2 separate regions of the Mus musculus genome follow, and region 2 is linked to region 1. The links are chromatin contacts, called in public HiChIP or PLAC-seq maps. All regions are on one chromosome and are shown on one strand. The core of a region is the stretch at or near the end of the contact, and the rest is flanking DNA. Distances in the headings are between cores, read along the strand shown.

Evidence for each region. HiChIP or PLAC-seq counts read pairs in DNA pulled down with a chosen protein or histone mark.
Region 2: a contact with region 1 is called in an H3K27ac HiChIP or PLAC-seq map of heart atrium, with 9 read pairs. The contact joins two enhancer-like sites. A contact is called at or near these places in 1 of 15 datasets of contacts at CTCF or cohesin (the NIH/3T3 cell line) and 2 of 115 datasets of contacts at active chromatin or transcription factors (embryonic stem cells and heart atrium).

The regions. Positions count from the first base shown.
Region 1 is chr15:11,454,106-11,456,855 of GRCm38.p6, reverse strand. No RefSeq gene overlaps it. Among named protein-coding and RNA genes, the nearest start is that of Tars, 56 kb to the right of the region's middle. Within about 2 kb of position 1,410, at least 40 of the 459 cell types and tissues checked have an H3K27ac peak or open chromatin away from gene starts, as enhancers often do. A contact at or near this core is called in heart atrium, where this site is marked.
Region 2 is chr15:11,743,822-11,746,571 of GRCm38.p6, reverse strand. No RefSeq gene overlaps it. Among named protein-coding and RNA genes, the nearest start is that of Gm34501, 16 kb to the right of the region's middle. Within about 2 kb of position 1,376, at least 31 of the 459 cell types and tissues checked have an H3K27ac peak or open chromatin away from gene starts, as enhancers often do. A contact at or near this core is called in heart atrium, where this site is marked.

The DNA.
Region 1 (2,750 bases), core at 161-2,660:
AGCCAGTTATAAGTCACCATATAGGGGCTGGAAGTTGATTCTGGGTCATCTTGAAGAGTGACCAGTACACACATATACACATACATGTGGGTGCACACACACATACACACACACACACACACACACACACACACACACACACAGAGAGAGAGAGAGAGAGAGAGAGAGAGAGAGAGAGAGAGTAAAAGGATGGTGATTTAAGAACACCATCAATGCCTTAAGGCTCCAGGGCAGACCCACTGACTCAGAGTCTGTACTGTTGATATCAAAGTGTCTATGTTCCTAAAGTTGTACGACTAATTATAATACCTCACCACAGGGTTGGCACTATGGTATGTATGCCTGTAAACCCAGAACTTGGGAAGCTGAGACAGGACTCTTACAAGTTTAAGCCTTGCCTATGCTACATATGAAGACCCTGTTTCAAAAACAAACAAAAAAAAAAAAAGGAAAAAAAAAGATTTTAAAAAGTCACTTAAGAGCGTGTAAGGCAATCCATGGATATAAGTCTGCCTAGTCTTTGCTGTTTGTGAAAGAGCACTGAGGTCCACATTAAGCATTTGAGGGTGAAGCCAGTCTTTGACCACATGTTCTCCATATGACGTGAGCAAGTTCCTGTGGATCCTATGGGAGGTTTTGTTTCCTTACTTGTAAAGTTCACAGAACAATACACCTCCTCACTCACACTTTTATATGCGTTAAACCACCACTTAGCATGCCATGCCAGAGAGATTGGGCGGAAATACTTCAAATACTATCTGCTTAGAGTTTACCACCTCTGGAGCACGTTGTTTTCATCAGTCCTGTTAGCTAAATGAGGAAGGGAGGCCTAAGCCCACCAACGACCCTTGCAAGAAAATTACTAACATTAAGCTACTTAAATTTCTCTCTAATAACTCAATCGAGCAAGTGGGTAGGATGACATAAAGAAACTAAAATATGAACTTCTTCATTTTAAAATGAAAGATAATCTAGTCATGAGCGCTTGTGACACTCAGCCTACACATCACTGAAACAAACAAACAAACAAACAAAAAAAAAATTTAAGAAACCTGTCTGAAAAAAATAAAAAAGCATGAAGCTCTAAAAGCTGTCCCGTCATCACGTTAACACCATCTCGTCAGGGGAACACTAGCAAACGTGTGTGTTAGTGGAGCGGCTGTTGCAATAAATCCTTGGAGGACCGATCGAAAAGGGGGGAAAATTCCTCGAACATTTATGAAAATGTTTTTCTTGGTTTGGTAATAAATGTTTATAACACTGGGTGTTTGCCAGCGTGGCTTTCCTTATACAATAGCTTTGTGAACATTTTTAAACTATCACAGGAACCGGCGCTAGGAAGGAGCTGGGAGGATAAAATGAACAGTCAGTAATATTCTTTCAGAGGACTGGACTGCATGAACATTTCCAGATTTGATTGCTATGAGTCACAAATTCCAAAGGCCTAATCCTTCTCCCTATCACAGTACAGTTAGATTTCACCAGTCCCTGCGGAGAGATAGAGAACCAGCTCTTTGCAAACATTAGGAACAAAGCCATCTTATTAGTCTATTGGGACATGAAAACCAAGTTTGGTACCTGAGCAGAAAAAAAATAAAATAGGAAAGGGCTGTGTGCAAAGCTGCCATCCATGTACAGACACGAATGTGATAGCGATTCCAAAGGACGGCTTTGCAAAACAGGAAAATGCTCAACTATGATGATTCACATTTCCACCTAAGGTGGAATTTCTAAAGCAGACTGTTTCCAACAGACTTCGCAGTATAACAATTCTTTTGGCGGGTGCCAAGGGGAAAAAAGAGAGCCAATTGAAAGCACAAGTCTCCATGTGAACATGTGTCGTTGTTTCTAGACTTTGTTTTCCTCAAGAGAGGTTTAGGTGAAATTCTTTTTTAATTTCCTATGGAAAGGGCAACTTAAAGGGACTATCCAAGCCTCACACTCTGGAGAACTCGCAAAGAAAATTCTAAAGGAAAGATAAAGTTAAGAAGGAGCATGTCCACATGGACAGACCATATCCTCCAAACCTGAAGCATGCTCAGAACAAGAGGAGCAAATGTTCAAAGACCAGTCACACAGCTGGAGGCTGTATTGTGGTGGCTTTTACTAGACTGTAAACAGTGACGGTCTCAGAGCTTATCTCAAAACCTAGATCCAGAAATCTTGAGGATAGGGAAAGGGATTTGTGCTTATTTTGAAATGTCCAACACAATCTAACATTTTGAATCCTCCTTCTCTGGTTGTAATACTGTTCTGAGGGATGTGGAGTCTTGAGGGATCTAGCGGGTGCAGGCAGGGTATACTGATGTCAGTCTGTTTATGCTGCTTCCTGATCTGCTAAGATGTGAAGGGCTGCTCAACCTCACACTCCTGGCACCATGGACAGTTGCACCCAATGGCCCTTGTCCACTATGATAGACTGTGCCTCTCTGAAACCATTAGACAAAATAAAGCTCTGCCTTCTTTGATTCTGTCAGGTATTTTGGTGTTTGCTGGCACAACTTTCTTTATACAATGGCTTTGTGAACATATTTTTTAAACTAGTGGACAAACTGGTGCTAGGCAAGAGCTGGAACAACAAAATCGACATGTAGTAATGTTCTTACCAAGGACTGCATGACTACTTCCAGGTTTGATTGCTATGAGTCACAAATTCCAAAGGTTTCATCTTTTTCCCTACCACAGTGCAGTTAGATTTCACAAGTCCCTGCAGAGATAGAGATTTAATTCTTTTCAAACTTTGGAAATAA
Region 2 (2,750 bases), core at 127-2,626, 290 kb before region 1:
ACAAAAGACTTTGAACCTAAGAGGTTCTCCTGTGATTCGTTCTCATCATATCCCCAGCCCTTCCTCAATAGTTTTCTGACTTCTGTCACCACATGTTGATTTGTCCTGATTTGCATTTCCTATGAATGGATCATATGGGGATAGAGAGCCATAAAGTGCTGACTTCCAAACCTCCTTTGATATTTCTTGCTCATCACTTCTCTGCCTTTTGGCTAAGATCAAGTGTGATATTTCTTGCTTAAACAATATCTCTGGACAGCCATCAGCCACTCATAGAAGAGGGTCCTTAATTCAACAAACATGAATTAAAGTCGCCTTTTCCTTGTGTTTGCTGAGTTTTCCTTAACGGGAACTTCTGGCTCTTTGGGAACACTCTCAGGATGAAGGTTGCAACATCAGGGAGCCTTAAGCTGCCTTCCTGTAAACTCCCCTAGCTGGTTTTATGCTCTTACACAATATATCAGTTTGGTCTCTGTTACCTTCAGTTTCTGTAATCTGAGAATGGCTCTAACTTCAACTGTCCCCGCACACATTGCTTTGATAAAACTCTTCTTCCAAGGTGGGCATATCCTTCCACATTGATCCACATCTCCCTTTCTATACGTGTGGCCACCCAAGCTTTCTGTTCCACTGTTTGCACTGTTACACTGGTCAGCTATTGCATCCCCACACCAGCTACTCCAAGTAGTTATCAGGGCATTGCACACTTGCCATTTCAAGTGTGGACTTGGTCCCTTTCCATCTGTAAGGGAGCAGCAAAGACTCGGCTGCAACGTGGAGCAGAGCTGTAGCAAAGGCTTGGAGGGAACAAAAGCACAACGTGATTGTTCTTGGAACCAGGACAGATTTGGTTTCTGCAGAGAAGGAAGTTTATATAATTTGAAGGCCATCTACAGGGACGAGAATATGGAAGCATCGTACTTTTGCAAATGAAATATCTTATGACTGTGTATGCACAGTCTAAGCCTCCTGTAGGACCTGTATAGAGCAATACACCTAGACATCCATCTGCATCAGCCTCACGGTTTAGTCACAACTGCTTCCAGACGTTTTCATTCCCCAACTCTGATGACTCACATGGTATAACCGTGTTATTGAAGCCTGACGAGGGTTTTGAAGCCCCTTTTTTGATAGCCTGAGAGCTCACATCCCAGTCTCTTTAGGACAATGTGAAAAACAGCCTGTTTTGTGTTCTTCCTGTCCACTAACCATGTGTTTCTGAGACGGTGCAGAGAGTGTTTCAGGAATAACACTGCTTTTCAACATGGGGATGTACATATAAGAAGCTGTTCACATTTTCAAACTCACGGTCTTGTTAATGGACTCTCCTTACGTGCCAGGGCCTCTTCCAATCTAACAGGCTTTCCAAAGAACTGTTTATACAGTTCTGCCTTCCATCTGCTTGACAGGAATTTCTCCCAGTACTAAAGGAGGCCCTTCCTAGAGATAAAAGACATTTTCTTCTGAAATACCACAGCCGCTTTCAAATGCCCCGAGAGATAATTGTGTAACTTCAGAAATCTAAGCTGTAATTCTCCCAGGATGCTCTACACATTGTATAACAACACTATCTATTCACGGGGTAGTCTGAAAAGAAAAGCCACATCAGCAAATGTGTTTCACAGTCTTGAAGGACTCCAGATGTTACAGTTGGACACACAGAGCAGGACACCTTCCAGTTAAAAGCATTAAACTATTGACAATTCTCTATTTCTTTTATTAGTGACCTTAGGGATGGTAAATTAGCACCCACAAATAAATGTTCCTGAACCAAAATATCAGCCAATCCCCTCTGCTATTTTATCCACCTGAAGTGAGTGAAAACAACTTAGGAGTTAGTGAAGAAGGAAAGGGCACAGACTCAGCCATAAACAAGTGTAAACTCAACAGATTCACAGAGCCAATATTAAATACCCAAGGCAAGATTTAAAATGCTTATAAGTATATAAAGGTAATTATTGAGGAAGCTAGATAACATATATTAAATGGTTTCTGCAGAAACCATAGCATGTATATAACCCAATACCTTAAAAATCATCATTAGTCTACAATGTTGGCGTTAGTCCCAGGCCCTGTGATCTCATTAAAGGAGGAATGACTGTATTTGCTGTCTGCCCACAGGGTGTAGTGCAGTGGCCAGCAATTTAAAGACATGCTTCTTGTGAAATATGTTTTCCTTTTGTTTGTTACCTAGTTTAAGGTCTCAAACCCAAGTCTTTTGTTGACCATCGTCAAAATATTTACCAGTCCAGTTTAATCCATGACCTTTCCCACTAAGAACTTTTTTTTCCTGTCGATTTTTTTAAAAAGAAAAGAAAATGAGTGGCAAGTTTCAGTTTCAATTCAAGCTATAAAGGTGTCGGCCTTCATGTGCTTTTTAAAAAAGATCTGTTAAATACGCATAAAGTTGAATAATCTTATGAGACTGAAAAATAATCTAAGCAAGTGACAATGATGTCAACAAAAATCACACATGGAGTGTTGGGAAAGTTCAATCACATACATGCTGGGTCAGAATAATGCTTGACTAACTAATTCCAGAGCAGAGAAGACATAGACAGCATGCTCCCTGATACAAAGCAATGAAGCAAGAAATCAATGAGAAAAATCTACATACATGCTTCTTAAAGCGTTGATAATGATAACCCATTCTAAAGGGACAGTAAAGAGTCCGTTGAAATTCAGCTGGCTCCCCCCACCTCTGATATCTTTATTTTTGTCCATCCATTTTATTTAAATGCTTGAAGGTA